Regions from separate parts of the Sus scrofa genome. Here region 2 is linked to region 1. The links are chromatin contacts, called in public Hi-C maps. All regions are on one chromosome and are shown on one strand. The core of a region is the stretch at or near the end of the contact, and the rest is flanking DNA. Distances in the headings are between cores, read along the strand shown.

What was found. Hi-C and Micro-C count contacts between places; a contact is called where the count stands out from the background.
Region 2: a contact with region 1 is called in a Hi-C map of retroperitoneal adipose tissue, with 3 times the contacts expected there. The contact joins the enhancer-like site here to the promoter of C17H8orf4 in region 1. A contact is called at or near these places in 1 of 5 promoter capture datasets (liver), 22 of 47 Hi-C or Micro-C datasets (adipocytes, alveolar macrophages, embryonic fibroblasts and 12 more) and 1 of 2 datasets of contacts at active chromatin or transcription factors (skeletal muscle).

Annotation. Positions count from the first base shown.
Region 1 is chr17:9,439,897-9,443,555 of Sscrofa11.1, forward strand. It overlaps C17H8orf4 (protein C8orf4 homolog), which reads left to right and starts at 1,592. Exons shown (of 1, transcript XM_003360552.4): 1 at 1,592-3,157. The coding sequence starts at 1,870. The coding sequence ends at 2,190.
Region 2 is chr17:9,489,078-9,492,736 of Sscrofa11.1, forward strand. No RefSeq gene overlaps it. Among named protein-coding and RNA genes, the nearest start is that of C17H8orf4, 49 kb to the left of the region's middle. Within about 2 kb of position 1,549, at least 13 of the 83 cell types and tissues checked have an H3K27ac peak or open chromatin away from gene starts, as enhancers often do. A contact at or near this core is called in omental adipose tissue and retroperitoneal adipose tissue, where this site is marked.

The sequences.
Region 1 (3,659 bases), core at 342-2,841:
CTTCCGCCTGTTCCGTAAAACCTGCTTCATGTATTACTTACTGAAGTCATTTCTACTCTAAATGGAAGTATTCCTATTGCCTATTCCCCAGCAGAATGTAAATTCCATTAAGGTAAGATCAGGATGTTTTGTTTCCTTTCTTTGGTTTAGTGTGGTTTCCTGTTGCATTTCCACTACCTAGAAATACTCCGGCTAAAAATTGACCTTTAGGAGTTCCCATCGTGGCTCAGTGGTTAACAAATCCGACTAGGAACCATGAGGTTGCAGGTTCGATCCCTGCCCTTGCTCAGTGGGTTAAGGATCCGGCATTGCCAAGAGCTGTGGTGTAGGTCACAGATTCAGCTTGGATCCCGCGTTGCTGTGGCTCTGGCGTAGGCCGGTGGCTACAGCTCTGATTAGACCCCTAGCCTGGGAACCTCCATATGCCACAGGAGTGGCCCAAGAGATGGCAAAAAGACAAAAAATAAAAATTGCCCTTTACTAAATACTGATGGAAAAATGAGTCCAATGAATACATGAGTGAACGAATGAAGGTATGAGAAGAGTCTCAAACTTGGTTTTCAAGTGAGGTACTTTCACCACATTTTTTCAGATTTTTCTAGATAACTAGATGAGAGGAAAACAAAGGCCGGCCCTGTCTCTGAGCATCCTAGGACCCAGCAGCAGGTCCCCAAAGAGAAATCACTGGGTACTGGGATACTGACACTTAACATGTAATGTTCCATTCATGAGTGAGGACAGTGACTGGCTGAATATCGTGAATGTGGAAAGAAGTGATTTATTTATTTTTATTTTTATTTTTTATCCAACATTTTGTTGGAGTGTAGTTGCTTTACAAGGCTGTATTAATTTCTGCTGTGCAGCAAAGGGCTTCTGTCATACATATACACACATCCACTCTTTTTCAGATTCTTTCCCCATATAGGTTATCACAGAATATTGAGTTGAGTTTCCTGTTGGGAAGAACCCATTTAAATTCTTCCAAAGAAGGTATTGCTCTGACTATGTCTGGGTGCTGCCAAAATAAACATTAAAGGAATATGTCAACTCATTCCTTTGGGTGCTAGGTACATAAAGCGCCTTTGAAGTTGTCCTCCCTAATTTTTTTTTTTTTTGATACTGTTGTTGATGTGTACTTAAACCTAAGGAGATGTTGGCTGTCATGACTATTACTTTTATGAAATTCCAATTTAATTCAGTTATTACAGATTAGCTCTTGTCTGCAGCTGGCTCTGAACTGTCATGGACTCAGGCTGTGTCCTGTCTGTGTTTTGAACAGACTCCCATTTGGAATCGGTGTCCTGGATTGTTAAGCTTCTCTTCATAGCCCGGGAATCGCCCTGTGGAGCAATGTCTAAAGGGGACGGTGTGGGCTGCCAAATGTTTGAACTGTCCTCTAGCAACTTCTCTAGAAATTAAGGCTGCTAGCAGAACTTTTTGTTTGGGTCCTGTTTGGAAAGATTTTGAGGGTGTTAGCCACACTGTTTGTCTCTTATCTTGGCGGTGGTTGTCCTGGTTTCAGCTTTTTTTTTTTTTTTTTTTTTTTTTCCCCTATAGAAGGGCCCAAGTCTGTTTAATGCTCTTGCCACCGACTAGGGAGAAAGAAATCCCCCCCACCCCTACTCCCACCCCCGTTCAACCCCATCCCTGAGCACAGCTGTTAGGAACCCTTTGCAGGGGATGGAGATTTTGGCAACTCAACTGTTAAACCGGTCTCTGATCACTCAGCCTCCAGATCACTCTGATGTCACCACTGTAATCTGAGCCCTGAGCTTTGTTCACCCTTTAAATAGCCGACCCGGGACCGATTTCGCTACAGACTCTCTGGAGAGCCTTGGAGCAGAATTCCCGAAGATTCCCACATCATCGATGAAAGCAAAGCCAAGCCACCCAGCCGTCAGCATGTCCACCTCGCTGCGCGTGAGCCCGTCCATCCGCGGCTACCACTTCGACACGGCCTCCCGCAAGAAAGCCGTGGGCAACATCTTTGAAAACATAGACCAAGAAGCGCTCCAGAGGCTCTTCAAAAACTCGGGGGACAAGAAAGCAGAGGAGAGAGCGAAGATCATTTTCGCCATCGATCAGGATCTGGAGGAGAAAACGCGAGCCCTGATGGCCCTGAAGAAGAGGACGAAAGACAAGCTCTTCCAGTTTCTGAAACTGGAGAAATATTCCATCAAAGTTCACTGAGGACCAGGAGATGGATAAGGACCTTATCCAAGAACGGACGTTTAAAGAGCACCTGAGTCCGCGAGACCCTAATACACACACAGCATCTCGCGGTTGCTGCCTTGCAAGTTTCTCTTGCACCAGGACCTGAGGACTCTGAGGCAGGAAAGGAGCAGATGAACTGGTTACAAAGACTCCGATCAACTTCACGTCTGTGCTGTGATAGCCGCTGTGACAGCGGAGACAGAAATGCTTGCAGCCGGCACTGGAAAATTCTCCCCCGGGGAAAGGACTGATGCTCACGTTGGGAGAAAAGTCTGGACAGATGTAATTGTAATGAGAATTCAATATAACAGAAGGCTGGAGAAGAATTGCAGCCAGGGTCTTAGAGTCAGACCCTAGGACTTAAACTCAACCGGAACTTTTTTTTTTTTTTTTTTTTTTTCCTTTAAGCAAACTGGGTGGTGGGAGGGAGATGGGAGAGAACGCACAGGAGAGAGACTTTCACATGGCAATGGCTTACCGACTTTTTTATTTGAATGTTCAAAATATTGCCAAGCTTCAGTGTTGTCTATGGGTCGTTTTTTTAAGAGATCAGTGATTGATCATTTATTTGCATTTATTACAATGCCTTAAAAGTGCACCGCAGGGGTGGAGGTACAAATTTAAGGAACTGTGGTGTTTTCAGCAGCTCCGTGAAACCGTACGCCACCTTCTGGTTATTAAGGGTTTTTTATGCATTTCACATCGGTTGCACAAGTTAAATGATGGGGTCCTTCATAAATCCAAAATACTGTGAATGAACTTTACAGTTTTTTTTTAAATCTTCTAACTAATGCTAAAATATAACCTAAATTTCTCTTAGCTACTGCAGTAAGCATTAGGAAGTGAATATGATACACTTAATAGTTTATAAATATGCTACGGTTTCTATAATTTATTATACATGACAAATGATATGCAACCTTAATAAATTATTATAAACGTAGCTGTTCTTGGTGTGTGATGATTGATCTCAAAGGAAAAATAAGGTGGTAATTTTTATTCTTATAAACTTTTCTAAGGATTTTACTCTAGGAATATAAGGTACTTTTGAAGTAACTTTAGATCAATTGTCATACTTATTCAAAGCAAATTCTTACATAAAGTATATAGAGAGTTTCTCTGCCCTAACTTTAAAATATAAGATACCAACATAGAAATTCATGGGTTGACATCAGTATAGTTGTTTATGTGTCCACGGAGGGTGAGTTTTAAAAGGCTTTTCTCTCCATATTTTTGAAAATTTTCCTCTCTGGCTATAGTAGCTGTGTACATTTATTTCTCCCAAAACAATATACTTGGGGGTTAGAGTCTGAATTATGATGAAGATTTTGTGGATTATCAATGTTTATTTAATACAAACCAATATGGGAATAACATTATGGTCTCTTTGCCCATTTCCTCATAAATTTATAATAAAATATTTCTAAGAGGGCATACATCAATGC
Region 2 (3,659 bases), core at 299-2,798, 49 kb after region 1:
AATTCCTCTAAAGAGTATCTTCAGTCTGGTGAAGCTGTATTTACTCCCCTAGTCGCAGACATTTATAAATACTGCCTAAGAAACCAAAAACAAAACTAACCATCACCACCGCCAACCTCTGCCCCACCCCCACCCCCACAAATAAAACCTTTCCCTTGGATCAGTTAAACCAACACACTAATCACAGAGAGCATGTAATGTCTTCATGTATTTATAGAACTAACCTAGTCACTCAAAATGAGTCAGTCTGAGATCTCATGAGTAACACGCTTATGCAGAAAATCCACAAAAACATTTTGACCTCCGAGCCGAAGTACCCCCTTCTGGTTTCTAAAACATAGTCTGGTTATCCTGATTCAATGTGAGTCTGATTCAATTTCTAGCGATTTTGCTCTTTTAATAAGAACCCCCAAAGTTAGATATTTATGGCTTATACTCATTTGACGTCCATAGCCCAAGTATTTATCAAAGACTGAATAGAAACATCTTTGTTCATAGACCAGGGAAACCAATTACCATGGAAAGGAGCTGAGAACCCATCTAATCCAACCCTCTGAGTCCACAGAATGAAGAAATAGAAGGAAAGAGCGGTTCATTATCTTTAGTCTCAAGTCGTGCAGTGGGAGAAATGGGATTAAATTCAGATCTCCTGAATCCCAGGCCAGAATATTTTCCCTTAAATCACAGGGTGTAGAACAAGACACATGAAATACTAAACAACATGCAGAGTTTACACGTATGCATAGAGGGAAAGACATACATTTACTGCTAAATCATGAATTCAGGTGTTGCTTCTGGCATGAAAATAAAAGCCTAAAATTTAGTAGAATATTTTTGTTAGATACGCTCTCAACATATTTCTTTAGAACAGTATATTCCACCATGTACATTATTTATATATACAGACATGCAATCATATATAAAATACATAAATATATATCATATATATATATATATTGCAATTTTTTGGATTGAAAAAGGCAAAAATTGAATACAAGTGTTCCTAGGTGCTTCATGCCTGCCCTCAGCATCTCTGGAACCAAGGGAATCTTTCTTTCTTGTGACTGAGTTGGAAAGGGCGCCCCCTTGTGTTCCTTTAGTGTCAGATCCTTCAGATTCTTCTGCCTTACAAACTGCCCCGCTTTAAAAATTCCCTCTGTTCCTGCTCAGGGAAGAAATTGGAGTCTGAACCATAAACGAGCCCTCCTGTCACTCCCATCTGCGAGCTGCAGGTACCAAGGATAAATCAAACCGTATGTCTGGATAGTGAGATTTCATATTTATTCCTGACTTTGTTGGCTGCATTCACCATGGTGATTCATCACCTCCCAGTCTGGACATTTTTGTACATTTGTAATTTAAGAAAAGGATTACAGAGAAAAAAGAGAAAACAGAAGAGTACTTTCTTTGATACACAAATGTATTGTTACTCAAATGTGTTGTTAGTTAATAGTTAATTGGTTTTCCAGGAATGGAACCAGGCCAAGCTTACTTTATTCCTTGTGGGTCTTTAGCAACATATTTGCTAGCTTAGTTAATGCATTAACTGTGGGACTTCAAGGCTCCTTCAAGGAGATAGAACTCCAAGCCTCTGGCCAAGACTAGAATGACCAGACCCTTATCATTGCCCCACTTATCTCCTTGTTTCGCTCCTTCCCCACCTTGAGCAACCTGGCCTGCTCCTTCCTGCCCTTACTAGGAAAGGTACGTGGCCCACTCCTTACCCCACCCCTATGGGATAAGGGGCCTTATATGCCCAAACCAGCAAGTGTATCTTAGGATCCATCTTTTCCCAGCCAATCAGCAGGTCAGCAGGTGTATCACAAGACCTCTCCTGTCCCTGGGCTCTCAAAACAGACACAACCACACACTTTGGGTCTGCTCCCCCTGATCATCAGGAATCATCCTGCTGCACTGGCAGCATCTCTTATCTCAATAAACTCTTCTCTCTCTTCACTTGGCTATGCTGGGAAATTCTTTTTCCATTCCTGTGGGCATGGACCACAACATTAATCCAGGCAACGAATCCTCTTGAAGTCTCTAATTTTCACAAAGCCACCTGGGAGTAGTGTGCCCTCACAAAAAAGAAGAAACTACACCTGTCCTCAAGGAACTTGCCATATATTAAAAGATAAAGGTCTGATCACAAGTCAAATAAGACAACTTTCATAAAGTGACCTGTGGAATGCCATTGGAGTTCAGAGGAGAACTCCGGCTTAGGCTCTGAAGCTCAGGGAAGCCTTTGTCCAGAAAGTAGAGACCCAGACCTGGAATTAGGATGAGGCTTGGAGTTGGGGAAAGGAACCCATGGACAAGAAAAAGGTGGGACTACAAATAGAATCCAATCTGGATGTGTTGGACTAAGACCATGTACAGAGGAGCCACTGTTGGACTTAGAGTCTTTGCAAGGAGCCTGGGATGGGGCAGCAGAAGCCCTCCTAGAGCTCAGCCTCCTGAGTGAACAGGCACCAAACATATGACCTTGGTTGTATTCCCAGCATCAGGCTCTTCTAACAGTACCAGGAAAAAGAAGGGACAGGGACAGGATGGTGATTCACAGACACAAAGACTGGAATGCTCCACGGTGACATTTTGAATCAAGAGCCTAATAGCTTATCTATTAATCTTTCTGCTCCTAGTTCTGCCTGGATGTTCCTTTTTTCAAGTGACATTTCCAAACTACATGCAAAGATCAGTTGTCTGCGTTAAGGAAACAGAACTGTGGAACGGATCATCCAATTGTCCTTTCCTTTAGTCTTTGGAATGTGTTATAATGGGAATTTGAAGAAGAGGATTCATTCTTCCCGATTCTTTTTTTTTTTTTTTTTCCAGACCCATATGAAAACTACTGTGCTCTCCTTTATAAATACATTGGACTCTCTGGTACTAAAGATTTTCATGAACAACGTTGAGGGGGAATGATCCACTCTTGCGAATGGACATCATTTCCCTCCTGCTACACGCCTCTAATTACATTATTTTACATCAATAGAATGGAGCATTTCTAGCTGAACACCAGGACAAGAAAGGTCATCTCCCAATCTCTGGCATGAGTCCATCTGAATCCCTGTTGAAACTCAAGTTGAATATCTCAAGTTGCCTTGAGATGGCATCCTTGGATAATCTCTTAAACATTTTATTTCTTCATTCCTCTATGACGGTATTTTATTTTCCTGATTATCCATATTTAATGCGTTTTTTTTTTTTTTAGCATATTTCACAACACAAACCCCTTGTATTCTCTGTCATCTTCCATTAGACGGCTTCCCCAGACCGCTTCCCCCTATGGCAAGGAAACTTCAAGTGTAATCCTTGCAAATAAAAGCTGGAAGGTGGTCTTGGGTGAATATCATTGATAAGCAAAGGGACTGGATTTTAAAGAGATGAACCAAAACTTCTTATTTGTTTACCTTACAGTAATAGGCTATAATACAACACAATCATCTTCCAATGGTCCCCTGCCAGCATCACAAACAGCCCGCTTCCTCCTGGAAACTGCAGAATGAAATGGCTATAGGACAGGGATTCTAGCTGCCTGGAAAGGACAGACACAACACATACTGCAACTCTGCTGCCCTCTAATGGTGGAACCAGCGCAGTGCCGTATGTGGAAGATTCATACCTGCTGAAGCTGCAGTGGAGACTCTCAGAGTCTTTGA